Linked DNA regions of Mus musculus: all the other regions are linked to region 1. A link is a contact called in public HiChIP or PLAC-seq, Micro-C and promoter capture Hi-C data. All regions are on one chromosome and are shown on one strand. The core of a region is the stretch at or near the end of the contact, and the rest is flanking DNA. Distances in the headings are between cores, read along the strand shown. Region 1 holds the start of Pax5 (paired box 5). Region 2 has its middle 6.8 kb from the start of Gm30763. Region 3 overlaps Zcchc7 (zinc finger, CCHC domain containing 7). Region 4 overlaps Zcchc7 (zinc finger, CCHC domain containing 7).

Region 1 (3,701 bases), core at 717-3,216:
ACCCAGGCAGGCACAGAAACCTTTGGGCATCCCACCACTTAGAGAAAGGAAGCTTGTCTGGGAGTTAAGAATGGAAAGGGAATGGAGATCCTGGTTTCTGCCTCTGAACTCTCACCACAGTGATGTTCCTCTGGCTCCTGCTCTCACTTGTTTTGTTTTTTTTTTTTTTCTATCATGGCTTTTCTGGACCCAGAGCTATGCCAGGAAGTCACCCTGGGTTGGTGGTCTAAGTTTTATCTTCTTGACTTTATCAAAGGCTTGAGTAGAACTGAGATCTCATAGATAACCCAGAAATGAGAAAAGTGGGTTTCCTGCCATTGCTCAGAGTGTTAGTGTACAGGTTGGCCCAAGAGTCTAAGGAGCAAAACAGGATGGCATACCATGTTATGTCTTAGCATAGACAGAGGCCTACTGCCCTGCCACATCTCAAACATAAACATATCCTGCTACCCACTGCATGGGCCTCTGGGAGGCACAGGGGCACTGTGCCAAGAAGGCCTGTGTACATACAGTAACCCCAGCTGAATGACCAGGCTAGGCTCACATACCCACCCACTTGTGCTCTCCTTCATTGGAGCAGCACCCACAGGACAAAGCCTGAGCATACAGTGTGACATATATACACACACAATGTCAGAGGCTAATCTAGGTGACAGCCTAAAGGCAAGGGATTGGAGTGTGTGTGTGTGTGTGTGTGTGTGTGTGTGTGTACACTGTCAAAATGTCATCAGTAGTCCACAGACTGTTCTTACCTACCAAAGTTGTGCTTGCTGTAGGAGACCCTTGTACACAAATGCTAAATGCAACACTACACTAATGAGACAGTGCACACTGCACAGTGAGAGCTTAATTGCCCTGAATTCACATCACTTTTGATTCTATCTCTCAATATTATAAGACTTAGGCCTGGCAGCACATGTGTTGTATACTATACCCCTAGTAGGCCCCAGAGCTATACCAGTGCTAGAGACAAGCACTTTTGTATGTATTGGTATGTACACATTGGGCAGCTGTTGACATCCAAAAATGGAGGGGTCAGAGAACCACCTCTTTCTTACTTCCAAAATCACTTGGGATATAGAGATGACCAGACCTCTTAAGCAGTAGATGTCCAGTGAGTGAGATGCTTATCAAACTATATACACAGAATTTACACAAACACACATCTTGGAGTCTTAAAAAGAACGCACACAAACACTAACTCATAAACACATGCTAATATGCTCAAGGCAAGATACAAGCTAGTAAAGATGCCAACAGGCGTACAAACTCAAACTGAACACCTATTTGGGGTAACACAAACTCCTGCACACATTGATCTCCTCAAGTGAGCACACAGATCCAAACTTGAACATCTCCAGATTAACACCAACACAAGTATCAGAAACAGAATCAAACAAAACCAAAGAAAACAGGCCTCCTTGAAGACACCTTGACGGACTAGTGAAAACCATGTGAACGCACTGTAGAAGGACAGGCCTTTTCCTGAGAAAACTACACACACACACACACACACACACACACACACACACAAACACACACACCTTTCTTCTTGCATGGATATTAGCATGGATACTAGCACTGGGTAGTGTCCCAGAGTAAGCATGGATGAATCCCGTTTCGCGGTGTTCCTACCTGTCCTGATGGTCCGAGGAGTCGGGTAATTTTTCTCTAAATCCATTTCGATATTTCAGGACTTGATGAAATGGACAGCGAGGAAAAGTTTCCACTTTTTTTGGGGTGTCTTTTTTCCTTTTCTTTCTTTTTTCTTTTCTTTTTTCTTTCTTTGTTTTATTTTCTTTTCTCCCTCTTTTTCTTTCTTCCTTTCCTCTTTCTTTCTTTCTTTCTTTCTTTCTTTCTTTCTTTCTTTCTTTCTTTCTTTCTTTCTTTCTTTTTTTTGGTGCTGGGGCCCGCTCACAAGTCGGAATAATTGAAGCCTTCCGCTCCCCCGCCGAGCTGGGGTAGCTGATCACTGAGCTGAAACTAAACGTTTTAGGTGGAAAAAAAGCGTCCGAAGGCACCGTGAAATGATTAAGGAACTAAAGAGCTTCTCGCCATGTGAGATCATGTCCTGTTCTCGCCAACATCACAAGATGTCCCCAGACACGTCGCGCCCCCGGCGCACCGCCCCGCACTGCGGGCCAAGAACCAGGGAAAGGGTGTCAGCTCTGCGGCCTGCCCAGCGTGCCAGACGGGGCGGACCAGGCCTGGCCGAAGGTGTGCAAGAGGCCCAGAGAGCAGCAATGCCGCCTCGGTGCCGCCTTGGACTTTTATAGGGGGTTGGGGGCAGGGAAGGAAAGATTCAGACTGCGCCCGGCCCGGCGTTAGTCGCGCGCCTAGGGGAAGGAGAACCTGAGTCACAGGGTCGTACCCGCTTCCAAACCTGTGTCTGGGGGTCGCGGCCCTGTGCGCTTTTGCTCTACATGTAAACTCTGCTTTGTGAGGGCCAGTAGGCCCATTTTTTTATTTTAAAGAAAGAACAATTCTGCCAAGCAAGTGGTTTTGAACCCTGTACTAGCACAATTGTCAACCACAGGGGATGCTCCAGCATCCTCAGATTCACCCCTAGGGCGGCGCCCGCCCTCGGGGTTCCCAACTACCCCACCCCCAACTCAATTGCAACCTCCATAGGTCTGCTGGGCTCATCTTCCAGGGCAGCTTCAGATCACTACAGTATCTAGGTCCCATTCAGCCACCAGGTCCCAGATCTCCCCTTTAGAACTCGACCCTTTTTACCCCAGAGCCCAGAGGTTCAGCGGAAAGCTGCTGATAAAACCCGGTCCTCTGCTTTTGGAGCACCCGGGCCAAGCAGAACCATCCTAGCAGGCTCGGAGAACAGGCAAAAATTCTGGACACCTTACCCAGGCCCCTAAATGGAATCCCACTGCCCTCGGGCCAAGAGACCTTGTAGCATCCCCGAGTTCCCAGACTTGATTTTCCAGAGAGAAAATCGGTTGCAGAGGAACTAGGTAAAGGTGTGGTGTCCAACCTCGCTCCCTGCCGTCCGAGCTCAAGCCTCCTCTACTCTGCTCCCTCCCCAGTCTGAATTCCAAGCGGCTGGGTTTGGCCGCGAGAAGCCTATAGAGCCCCGTTGCGGGGGTGGTCGCAGGGGAAGGTTCTCCAGGGCGGGTGAGCGCTCTAGGGCCACTGGACAATGGCAGTTTCGGAAAGTGAATCGCTCTCCGAGAGTGTTTGTTTGATTTTTTTTTTTTTGGAGGGGGGTGGTCACGAGGCTGGGCTGCAACCTAGGGGAGAGAGCCTAGAGTTCGAGGATAGGGGGAGGGGTCAGTGGGCACCGGACATCGCAAATTCACTGAGCAGATTTCGCCACAATTGGAAACGTGGCTGTGGATTCCCGGGAGTCCCCCACCCCCACCAAGTAGTCTGCGTAGTCCCCTGTGCCACCCCTCCCTGCAGCCTGTGGGTCCGGGTCTCATCTGCGGTTTGATTTTTGGCGGTCCTGGAGCTTTAGACTGTCGTCTGCGTCCGGGCCTCTGCTCCCGCTTCCCGCCCTTCCGCCTCGCGGGTGCCGGGAAGCAGCGCTGCGGAGGGGAGGCCTGCCTGCGCCTGGAGATCAAAAGCTCTTTCGGAATTGACAGTTCACCCTGGGCTGGGGCTGGAGTTGTTGGCTTTTCTTTTCTTCCTATTTAGGGTTTTGTTTTGTTGTTTGTTTCCTAAGAGTTTCCATTATCCGTGAATCT
Region 2 (3,701 bases), core at 847-3,346, 240 kb after region 1:
TGGCAGGCTGGATTCTCAGGCCACCATGTAGTCTTGGCATTTGGAATTACTCTCCAGAGTCTTCTCTGGGCCTGAGTTTCCCCATCCATAAAATCAAAGGATTGGATGGACCGGCTCTCCGGCTTTCTGCTCAGATCTGAAAGCCAGATATGCCAGGTGGTCTCCTTACACATATTTTAAATACGTAGGAAAACAAGTATGCTGGTTGTCTTAGGGTTTCACTGCTGTGAGCAGACACCATAACTAAGTCTTATAAAGAACAACATTTAATTGGGGCTGGCTTACAAGTTCAGAGGTTCAGTCCATTATCATCAAGGTGGGAACATAGCAGCATCCAGGCAGGCATGGTGTTGGAGGAGCTGAGAGTTTGGCATCTTCATCTGAAGGCTGCTAGTGGAAAACTGACTTCCAGGCAACTAGGATGAGGATCTTAAGGCCACACCCACAGTGGCACACCTACTCCAACAAGGCTATACCTCCTAATAGTGCCACTCCCTGGGCCAAGCATATACAAATCACCACACTGGTCCTGCAGAGGTCCGCCTCTAAGAAGCTCTGCCACACCATCAACCTAAGGCCCTGTTTCTCTACCCATAGATCAGTGTAGCCCCCAGGCCTCCTCAGGGAGGTTATCCGTGCAGTGAATGGTGGTTAACATCGAGACTGACAGCTGACCAGAGCATCACAGTGTAGTCCTTGACTGCATGGGACCATTTCAGGAGAGAGAGAGAGAAGAAAGACTGTAAGAGCCAGAGGTTGGGGAACACCAGAGCTGAACCTCTGGACATGTCTGGACCACTGCACTCAGGAACTCACAGCAGCCACTCACAAGACCTGCGCAAGAGCAAGCCAGGCAGAACTCCAGCATGGAGGGAAGATTCACCAGCCCTGGTGTGGTTTGAATGGGAATGGCCCCACAGGTTCAAATGTGTAAATACTTGGGCCCCTGTAGGTGGAACCGTTTGGGAAAACCAAGAGGTATGCCCTTGTTGGAGGAGGTGTGTCACTGTGCAGGACTTAAGGCTTCAATGGGCTGCTATCCTCAGCGTGCTCTCTGCCTCCAGCTCGTGGTCCGAGATGTGAGCTTCTGGCTGTTCCTGCCACTGCACTCTTACTCCATCACCATGGGTGGGTGGACTCTAAACCTCTGGAACTATAAGTCAGATTATACTCTTTGCTTTGCAAGATACCTTGGTCACGGTGTTTTATCAGCAATAGAATAGTAACAGATATGAGCTCTCACCTCTAACTATTGACTGTTGTTGGATGCTGTGGAAGGGAGATTCAGTTTTCTTCAATAGTGTGGCCCCTGGTAGATCGAACAAGTGGATGACGGCACACCAACGACTATATGGACTGCACAAATGGAATCTATAAGGTTAAGGAAGAGAGGGAGTTAGGGGAGGAGGAAGATGAGGAAGAGGAGGAGGGGGAAGAAGAGGAAAGGGGAAGCAGGAGGGGGCAAGAAGGAAGAGGAGGGGAAGAAGGGGAGGAGGGGCAGGAAGAGAAGGAGGAGGAGGAACAGGAGAAGGAAGAGGAGGAGGAAGAGGAGGAGGAGGAGGAGGAAGAAGAGGAGGAGGAGGAAGAGGAGGAGGAAGGAGGAGGAGGAGGAAGAGGAGGAGGAAGAAGAAGAAAGAAATGGTGAACTTGGGAGGGGTACAGAGGCCCACAGATGGATCTGGGAGGAGTTAGAGGGGAGGAACAGGATGATATGATGTGTATGATAAATATGATCAAAACCCATTGTATGAAATTCTTAAAGAATTAATGAAAATATTAAAACACAAAGATGTGGTGTCGCATGCAGAACAAGCAGGGTGCAGTGTGAAGGGCTGCCTGATGGCACAGGCAGTGTGTGCAGGCTGCCATCACAGGGCTGTGGATGACTGCTGGTCTCTGCTCGGTGTCTTGTCTTGTAATCCCAACATGTATCTGTGACCTTGGACAATGTTCGTTGTCTGTTAAATGCACTGCACAAATTTAATTCCTGTGGTTGGAGGCTGGGCAGTGGGAACCAGAGTTGCAAGGCGCTTGTAAGTCCTCAATCGCTCGCTTGCAAAGCCTGGGACACTGGAAGGAGAGGTGGGAGGGGCTGCTGCCTTTCGCTTCCACTTCCGAGTTCAGAGGTCAGCAGTTCCTGCAGCCTGGGAACAGGCGGCTGGCAGCCCAGCTCAGAGCCCCAATCTGCACCCCCAAGGGCCTGAGGCTAGAGTTCTGGGTGATGTCCAGGTCACGGAGCTCTGCCCACTCTGCCTAGAAGGGACCTTTTCACTCTTTGGAGTAGATATGAATGCTGTTTGTAAGTTTTCCCGGAGAATGCCCCTGCCTCCATCCCCTGACCCCCACCCTTTAGGTGGCTCTGTGGCTCACAGACAGACGGACAGATGTGCCTGTACTCCTGTCCCCTGCCAAGCCTGGTTGACAGACTTCAGCCTTCCTGAAGCCAATGGATTCCTTGATTGCCTACACTCCACAGAGTTATGGCCTCTCCCTGGCAAACAAGGCCCACTTAACAGGGCTCCGTGAACTTTTGCAGATCTGCACCATGTAACTCAGTCTCTCCAGATGATTGCCATGCGCGTGCAGCACCTCCTTTCAGAAGCCTTTTCAGATCTCTTAAGGCAGAGCCTGCCTCCCCAGCCAGATGCTTTCAATGCCTCCTAGTGTTTTGTTAAAATTGACCATAGGCCTAGACCCTCAGCTATAGTTAGAATCGTTAAATCGTTTGTTTCTATAGTACTGGGTATTGAACCCGGGTCCTTGCCAGACAAGCACTTCCCTGAGCCCTAAAAGTATGGCTCTTAAAGAACACCCAAAGAACTTATGACAGGGACCCTTTAGGAGGTCGGACTTAGTGGGAAGTCTTTACCTAATTAGGGGCTTGACCTTGGAAAAAATTGTAGGATCAAACCACATACAAACCTTTTGTCTTTCCTTTCTCTTGTTTTTTCTCTTTTATTGGGGAGGGGGGGGGACTCACTCTGTAAACCAGGCTGACCTCGAACTCAGAAATCCGCCTGCCTCTGCCTCCCAAGTGATGGGATTAAAGGTGTGTGCCACCACTTCTCTTGTTTTCTCTTGTGGCCAGTTACCCCCTGCCAGGACATGATGTCTCTTCATAGGCCCTAAAGCAATAAGACAGGTCTATGACCTCTGAGCCACCACAGCCCTTTTCCGTACCTCCGGTGTTTCTTACAATGGACCAAGCCTATTCCCACTCCCACCGTGCTGCAGTTTATGTGTCCCTCCGCAAGGCCTTTCTCCCATCAACGAGAAGACCCTTTGAGGGAGACAGAGTTCTGAATTCCCTCTGTTTCCCCAACACCACACCAGAAAGTGCTTCCATGTTTACTAAGTGAGTCTATCCAAAGCTCTCAGAATAATTTGGGATGTCCCATTCAGATGGCCATTGAGAAAGCTCCCTTGTGGGCTGGAGAAGTGGCTCAGTGTCTAAGAGTGCATCCTGCTCTCCAGTGCCCTAGTCTGGGAGGCTCGAAACTGCCTGTACCTCCAGTTCCAGGGGATCGGATGCCTCTGCTGCCCGTGAGCACCTGCATCACACACACACACCCACACACACACACACACACACACACACACACACGATCTAAAATTAAATCTTTAAAACTAAAATCCCCCTGTGACTGCCACAGAGAAGTTCTTATTATGCCCAGACATCTGCGGAGCTGGTCTAACTGGCT
Region 3 (3,701 bases), core at 666-3,165, 170 kb after region 1:
TCCAAGAGTCAGACCTGGTGGCAAGCATTTTTACTTTTTGAGTCATCTTGCCAGGCCACACATTAGCTGTTTTAACACTCTTGTTCAGATTGTCAGTCAAAAACGAAGGTGTGCTTTAGTGTGTCCTAGTTGTACATTAATCTGTGGTGTTTGTGGTTTCTCTAATGATGTCATTTCTCCGATTGTAATTTATATGGCTTTCATAGGGCCACAGTCTTACTCTGCCTTACTTGGTTACATAGTTGGACACAGAAGAGAGGTAAATATAAAATTCTGGGTTCATGCACAATCCCAGATGGGAAGGAAAGTGAGCTGTTAGAGATGATTATAGAATATAATTATATAATCCTTTATTCCATATTTTAAAAGCTAACAGTAAAATCTGACACTTTTATACTACTTGGATATATATAGGGTTTTTTGATAAAAAATGGATAGTAGTAAAATTGTCAGATTTGTATGTATGTGTGTCCAAGAAAATCTATGTCAGACTGTTATCTATATACTGTTTATTGAAGCAGTATTTACAATGACAAAGGTAACCAACCAGGATGTACATTGACAGATGAATGTATAAAGAAAACATGTCCTGTATATACTATAGAATATTATTTGGCCACAAAGATTGAAATCTGGTCATTTACAGCAACAGGGTAGAATTGCAGGGCATTGTGTTAAGTGAAATAAGCCTAGCACAAAATGGGAAATTTTGGTGGTTTTCTCTCATAGATACACTTACAATCTCAAGTAACTGGGCAGGGGGGAGAAGTTCCTAACATAAAGAAACCTGATTTGACCATTGACAGTGTAGATGGACATTAAATTATCACACCTTTAAAAATAGAACATGTTCATATACTGGTAAGAAAAATATGTCAAAATGCAACGAATCCTTTTTTTGATATTTTTATAAAAAATGGTGTTGGTCATTGAGGTAAAATTGGTTTTATTTTTCATTTAGATTGGTGCTCCAATAGTTTATAGTCAACATATTGTAATTATAATATATTAAATGTATAAAGGGGATTGGCAGCCCAGTAGCTTTTCTGTCTCACTAGGTTCAGGAGTTACTTGGTAGAAGTGGGTATCCAATATCACCCACCATATAAAATGAAAATTTATATTCATGTTTTCAGAGGTCTATAAGCTAAATTATCTTACTCATAACATGGTAAAGTTTAGCTTGCTTTTCTGTGCTCACCCTTCACCCTGTGACTTCCTACATCTATCGTGCCAGCTCCAGGCTCTCCAAGAACTCTGTTGCTTTCAAATGGATTCTCTGTGTGTCCCTCCTCTCCTGAATTTTTTTATTATTATTATTTTGAAAGGAAAAATAGAAGAGCATTCAACATGATCCTCATTTAGCTGATTCTTTTCTCATCTGGCACCCTGTTTCTGCTCAAATTTCACAAGTTTTGTTTGAAATTTTTCCTGAGTTCCTTTTTTTTTTTTTTTTTTTTTTTTTTTTATAGTAAGATGATTGGAGATAGAGTTTGGTTAAAGACATTCGGATTACAATAGTTTAGTGATTTGGTGACATAAGAAAAATCTGACTCATAAGATTATCAGAAAGAGAATTTCAGGTTTATTTAACAGAAAGGACAGTTGGTTTGGTTTAGTCATCAAAATAAAGTCCGGCCTACTGGATACCGTGTATTTTGCATTTCCATTGGGAATGCAGCACTCCCCTGTCCCTTTCTGCTGTTTAACTTAAGCTGCAGTGCTCACTAAGAGAACAGCCGTGGGGCTGAGCAGCTTATTTTTTTTAATCTATTCATTTTATACTTTCAGACAGATTTTTCCCTGGGGTGAAACAAAGGTTAACTGAAATTTCCTCTGTTGTGTACCTGAACGAATCAGCAGTTCGAGGAGGAAATCCCATTGATGGGCCAAGAGAGTGACAGGCTCTATTTAAAGAATTCCCCCGACTGTGTGGTAGACCAGCCATGCCATGAATTTAACTGTTCCTGTGGTCCCCATACTTGTACCCACCAAAAAGAGGAGAGAGAGAGAGAGAAAGCGACTTTGTTCTGAGCTTTGAAAACCATGAGCCATTGAGTTTTGTGAATTCAAGTTAGACAGCAACAGAGCCCAAAGCTCTAGGGGACAAAATCTGAAAGGGAATACACAAAACAGGTAGAAGCTGTTTAACTGTTTATTGCTCTGTGTATGTGCATACTAGTGCTTTGTGTGTACACACCAAAAACTACACTTTCATATGTTATGCAGATAGCCCTCATTACAGCTCAGCATGGGCTTTTGTTAAATATCTCTTGACATATGACAAGTAAGAGGGTTTTTTGTTTATACAGCTTTCTGCTCCATTAAATAGTTTGTTTTTAATCTATAAGTGTACATATAAGAAATGAAAGTAAATACCATATGAGTCTAAATTATTTTCTTTAAAGTTTATATTAATTAGCCTGTAGAAGCTTTATTTTCAGAGATAGCTCATGTATTTTGTATTTTTCCTGTTTAAAGGAAACTGCTTTAAATATGAAAAGATGGTATCTTAAGTTGGATTAAACATCCTTAATTCATGTGTATTTAACCTCAGGACTTGTGCGCCTTGTTGAAAAAAAACAGCCTTAAAACCCTGCCTAGTAGGCCTCAATAGTGCATACTGCACATGGATTATAAATAGACATTGTCTTCTCTGAAGTAGAAGTTAGTATGTATTCTCAGGAGGAATGAACTGAATATGTGACAAATATTTCACATGTATTTCTATGTATAAAATTAAAATATAATTAATTTTTTCCTTTGTAATTTGAAGGTTCTGTTATCAAATTTTTCTTACATGTACCCTCTGTAGTATGAATTGGAACTTAAAGAGATTTTGAAGGATACTAAAATTAATAGAGAAAAGTTTCTGCATCTGGAGTGACTGGCTTTTGTCTGGGGACTTTGAAGAAGCAGATACTTTTAACACTGATGGGGATTTATTTTAGAGATTATGTGATGGCTGGATTTCATGCTCACAAATAGGAAATTGAAATCTCAAGAATGAAAATGTTTCGCATGTAGTCACGAAATGTGTTGTGAAGAAGCTAGCTCTTAGTCCGCACCATCTGTTTCGCCACTCTTTTATTTGGAGATATTTAGAGATAGTTTCTTAATCTGTTTTCTGACATTTTCTTTTCTCTTTTTGTGCTTTGTCTTTCTTTTGATATCTTGGTCTTCCTGCTGTTATAGCACTGTAAGGAACAGACTGGTAGGTAATAGATTTATCTAACTAGCCCATGTGATGCATAAAGAGCTCCATTGCTCTTTTTCAATGCTATTCAGAATCAAAATTATATTTACCTAGATATTTTAGCAAGTTACAAACTGATAGTTGTCAGTTGCTGCTCATGTAAGTACAAGAGTGGCCAATACCCTGAAAGATACTAATGATCAGTATAGGGCCCGCTGCATGGCTTAACCGGTAAAGGCACCTGCTGACATGTCCCAGGACCACATAGATGGGAAGAGTTAACTTGTGCACGTTGTCCTTTGACCTGTACCCACATGTGTGTGCCCATACATATACAAAATTAATAAAATATGTAAAAGCAAACATTTTAATAAAATGACTTTTTAAGAATCACTTAGTTCTTCAAAACTTTTCAAATGCTATATAGTGGACACTAGACAAGTGCTAAGATATAAGAGAGCAAGTGGAACTTGTCTCTGCCTCATGCAGTCTTACGTGGTGCCTC
Region 4 (3,701 bases), core at 767-3,266, 140 kb after region 1:
CTAGGATACCCTGCCTCCAATGCTGAACTTTCCAGCCCAGCCAGGGCAGGGCTCCCCTTCCCCCAGAGGTTCTTCCCTATGCAGTGGAGACATTTTGGTCTCTCCTCTTCTCCTAGTCTCTCTCTGCATGCACACCCCCTTCTCTTTCTCCCTTATACCGCCCCTCCCCCCCTTTCCCCATGGTGACTTCGCTGGCCTTGGTTCTCGGGGCCAGTAAACTTGCTCCCCTGAGAGTAGCTTCTCAATACCCTGGTGTTACAGTAAACACAGGGGTTGGATGCAAACAGGTGGATTCTGATTCCTATTCCAGTAAAGCATCTTACTAGCCAGATTTCCTCACTTTAAAATTCTTGTATATTGTTTCAGATGTTCAATTCTGTGAAAGTCTCTAATATGGTTCTCATTATAGTTTCTACATTATATATAACATATTATTTATAATGTAATTAACTAATATAATCTATTATAATATAGCTTATAATAATTTCTTCATACATGTGGCCTCCCTGTCTGGCTTATCTAATATTTTCCCAGGTTTAACACTTCTGCATCCAAGGCTCCTCCTCTTCTTCCCTTGTTCACCTGATTTTCTAAACTTGTTAGCCATTCATTCTTTGAAGCAAGAATAGTCAAATTATACTGTAAAAGTTTGATGTTTTTTACATTTATTTTATGTGTGAATATTTATAGCTTGTGTATATATATATATATATATATATATATATATATATATATATATGTATGTATATGTATGTATGTATGTGCGTGCACTATATGCATACCTGGTATATAGAGGTCAGAAGAGGGCACCAGATTCCTTGGGCCTGGAATTACATATGGTTGTGAGCTGCCAGGTGGGTGCTGTGAATCAAACCAGAGTCCTCTGCAATAGCAACCCATGCTCTTAACTAGGAACCACTTCAGCCTAGATCCTGTTTCCAGCAGCTGGCTCAGTTCTGGGGCTTTGCATATGCTCTACCACAGAGCTACCCCTTGTGTCCTACGAGGTAGATTTTAAGTAGACCCTGGTCTTATGTAGATGATGCTAATTATTGTTTGCTTTTTAGGGTACTCTTATTTAATGTTTCAGGTTATGTTATATAGTTGTGTTATTGACTTGTTTTGTAACCAACCAAACCTTTCATATATTAATTGGCCTGAAATGGGTGTATGATACAGAGTTACTTGTAAAGTGGTGGATATTCTGACTCTTGCCCTGATGGGAAGGCTCTGGCCATGTTGAACAAGCTGCCTGAGTAGACATAGTTGAATAAGTTCTTTATGTCAGAAACAGTTAAGTCTGTAAACCTGTCTTGTAAAATTCAAGTTTTTATAAGCTATTATGTTATAGTGAGTTATAAAAATGATTATAGTGTTAGTATTCTTCACAGCTTTATTTTAATACTTCAGAACCCAAATATTAGTTTAGTTTATTTATATGTTACCTGTCTTGTGTTCTAATGAGAAAGTATTTTACAATTATGACTGCTTTCTAGTTATCTAGTTATCTTTGTTTTTGACTTTTACACCCATCTTTTGTTCATTTATTAATTTAAAATTTAACTAAAAAATAACTATCTGGTGTGTTTTTGTTAATGTCGTGGCTTTATGTCAAGATACTGAAAAGTATCTCTCCAAATTGTTGTTCTGCTATAGTTATTTCTCTCAAAGAAGGCCTCTTGTATGGCTATTTGTTGAATTGTGTACCTACTGAATTAGTCAAAGCTCTAGCTAAAACCATTTTTTTCTTTACTTCTCCCCTCCCCCCCAAGCTTGCTTTTGTTATGTATTGGCTTGCTAATCCTTGTGTTGAGCAGTATCAGACATCACCTTTCTTGGGGGCAGTTAGTCCACTCTTCCGCTTTCTTTGTCAAAGGGCTCCCTTAATAGGAGAAGTCAACAGGGAGGACAAAAAGGATTGAAAGTTGTATTTAATCAGGGTCAGAGAGGTGGTGTTCAGAGTGACGGGCCCACAGGCAGGCTGGCCTTTTATGCTTGCCGACGCAGATGGTCCCAGAGCATTCAGCTAAGTGAAGAGAAAGCTGCCCAGTGAAACCTATTGTAGGGTAGCATCGTTACAGTTGAGAAAGGTTGCCAGGGGTAACTAGAGAGTATCACCAGTATCGTGTGATCACTAGGCTGTGCCATTGAAAATGTTAGACTGAGAATTGTATTGGGTCCCTTGGCATCTTGATGTTCATATGTAAGCAGTATTAGCTTATATTAGTGTTTTTAATTTAATTTTTGTACAGTTTTCTTCCTTTTGTTTTTGCTCTACCTTTTTTTTAACACATTAAAAACTGGGTATATTTAATTAATGATTTAAAACTTGCTGGTGAGAGAAAATAACTAATATATTTATTGTAGATTTTATAAGCTACACCAAATTATGATGGAGTTTAGGTTTATGAAAATAAAATATATATTAGAAGACGATTTTTTGAAATTGTTCTGAAGCTTCACCAGTGTATATCATATTGAATAGTTTGATGCTTCCCTGTAATTATCAATTATAAAAGATTACAGTGCTAATTATCTGAAAATAGTATGTAACAGTGAAAGATTGGGTCAAGAAATTTCATACTTTTAAGAAATCTGACTTTAGTTTTTACCCAAAGCAAAAGTAAAAATATACATGCCAAGCAAGTCCAAGTTAGTAGCATAACAGTTATTACTCTTAATATACTAAATATGATTTTAATAACCAATTTTAGAATTCTTTAATTTTAGCCTTTCTCCTATTTTTGTACTTCAAGAAATTATTTGTAGTCACATATAAAATGTAAATTCAGCAATCTCCTACAGTGAGTAGAAGAAAATGCAGAGATTTCAAGATAGTATAAATGTGAAATTTGAAGTATAACTGAGATTTAAGGTAAAGTAGCAATAGACTCGCAAAGATTAGCTTTAAATTAGATTAGCAGTCAACTCAACATAATTAACTTTATGCTAGCTAGAATTGTCTTTAGCTTATACCTGTTACCCACTGATAAGTAAGACATTGGGTGAAGACAACAGGATACTGTACCATACCACCAATAATTTCATAGTCTCACGAGGCGTGGGGGACAAACTCATATTAAAATGAGCAACTTAGCTTTTTCTCCATGTTAAAATATAAATGAATTTTTATATTTTAGGCAGTTCATAACCACTGATATAAAGATAAAAGCACTACATGTATGTGCCTGCGCATGCATGCACGCACACACACGTACAGATTGGGGGTGGGTAGAATTTGTTGATGTTTAGCATAAGCTTCTAAATGTCCACAATTACAAAGAGGTCTGCTGACATAATGACAAAGATCTTCATTGGAAAAATTACCCTTTACACTAGTACGAATGACAGAGATGGTGATTTCTTATTTCCTAGAAAACAAGTTAAAAATAGCTAGCTTGTGCTAGTCTTTATCATAGGTTCTTTCTCAAAGAGAATTAAAGTATGGCTTCTTAAAAGATTTGTGGGCAAAGTACAAGATTTTTAAATAGAGGTGGGAGTGTCAAAGTAATTTTAATTGAATTACTATACTAGTGAGCCTTGGTAAATCAAAGAGATCAATACCTTAATTTATGGCTCGTAATCTTTTGGATTGTCAATCGCCTTTTGCTTTGTTGTTATTTTTAAGACATGGACTCACTATATAGCCCTGCTGCTCTGAAACTCATGATGTAAATCAGGCTGGCATTGAAAGCAGAGAT

What was found. Promoter capture Hi-C pulls out the DNA fragments that hold promoters and counts their contacts. Hi-C and Micro-C count contacts between places; a contact is called where the count stands out from the background. HiChIP or PLAC-seq counts read pairs in DNA pulled down with a chosen protein or histone mark.
Region 2: a Micro-C map of embryonic stem cells shows a contact between it and region 1, with 2.2 times the contacts expected there. The contact joins the enhancer-like site here to the promoter of Pax5 in region 1. A contact is called at or near these places in 2 of 39 promoter capture datasets (the C10 cell line and pre-B cells), 1 of 15 datasets of contacts at CTCF or cohesin (large pre-B cells), 11 of 484 Hi-C or Micro-C datasets (the 63-12 cell line, B cells, CD4 T cells and 3 more), 10 of 115 datasets of contacts at active chromatin or transcription factors (the 230-238 cell line, embryonic stem cells, large pre-B cells and 1 more) and 3 of 9 other capture datasets (adipose tissue, embryonic stem cells and liver).
Region 3: a promoter capture Hi-C map of pre-B cells shows a contact between it and region 1. The contact joins the enhancer-like site here to the promoter of Pax5 in region 1. A contact is called at or near these places in 5 of 39 promoter capture datasets (the C10 cell line, cranial neural crest, liver and 1 more), 1 of 15 datasets of contacts at CTCF or cohesin (large pre-B cells), 4 of 484 Hi-C or Micro-C datasets (adipose-derived mesenchymal stem cells, centroblasts, large pre-B cells and 1 more), 6 of 115 datasets of contacts at active chromatin or transcription factors (the 230-238 cell line, embryonic hindbrain, embryonic midbrain and 3 more) and 3 of 9 other capture datasets (adipose tissue, embryonic stem cells and liver).
Region 4: an H3K4me3 HiChIP or PLAC-seq map of embryonic stem cells shows a contact between it and region 1, with 2.5 times the contacts expected there. The contact joins the enhancer-like site here to the promoter of Pax5 in region 1. A contact is called at or near these places in 5 of 39 promoter capture datasets (the C10 cell line, cranial neural crest, pre-B cells and 1 more), 2 of 15 datasets of contacts at CTCF or cohesin (large pre-B cells and pro-B cells), 1 of 484 Hi-C or Micro-C datasets (nephron progenitors), 6 of 115 datasets of contacts at active chromatin or transcription factors (the 230-238 cell line, embryonic midbrain, embryonic stem cells and 1 more) and 1 of 9 other capture datasets (liver).

Annotation. Positions count from the first base shown.
Region 1 is chr4:44,708,728-44,712,428 of GRCm38.p6, forward strand. Pax5 (paired box 5) reads right to left here and starts at 1,967. Exons shown (of 10, transcript NM_008782.3): 1 at 1,636-1,967. The coding sequence starts at 1,681. RefSeq lists a promoter at 2,199-3,701.
Region 2 is chr4:44,951,160-44,954,860 of GRCm38.p6, forward strand. No RefSeq gene overlaps it. Among named protein-coding and RNA genes, the nearest start is that of Gm30763, 6.8 kb to the right of the region's middle. Within about 2 kb of position 2,097, at least 10 of the 459 cell types and tissues checked have an H3K27ac peak or open chromatin away from gene starts, as enhancers often do. A contact at or near this core is called in embryonic stem cells, where this site is marked.
Region 3 is chr4:44,878,541-44,882,241 of GRCm38.p6, forward strand. The region is part of intron 2 of Zcchc7 (zinc finger, CCHC domain containing 7); the gene reads left to right. Among named protein-coding and RNA genes, the nearest start is that of Gm12678, 63 kb to the right of the region's middle. Within about 2 kb of position 1,916, at least 18 of the 459 cell types and tissues checked have an H3K27ac peak or open chromatin away from gene starts, as enhancers often do. A contact at or near this core is called in the 230-238 cell line, pre-B cells and pro-B cells, where this site is marked.
Region 4 is chr4:44,850,110-44,853,810 of GRCm38.p6, forward strand. All of the region lies in intron 2 of Zcchc7 (zinc finger, CCHC domain containing 7), which reads left to right. Among named protein-coding and RNA genes, the nearest start is that of Gm12678, 92 kb to the right of the region's middle. Within about 2 kb of position 2,017, at least 36 of the 459 cell types and tissues checked have an H3K27ac peak or open chromatin away from gene starts, as enhancers often do. A contact at or near this core is called in embryonic stem cells, pro-B cells and stem cell-derived epiblast-like cells, where this site is marked.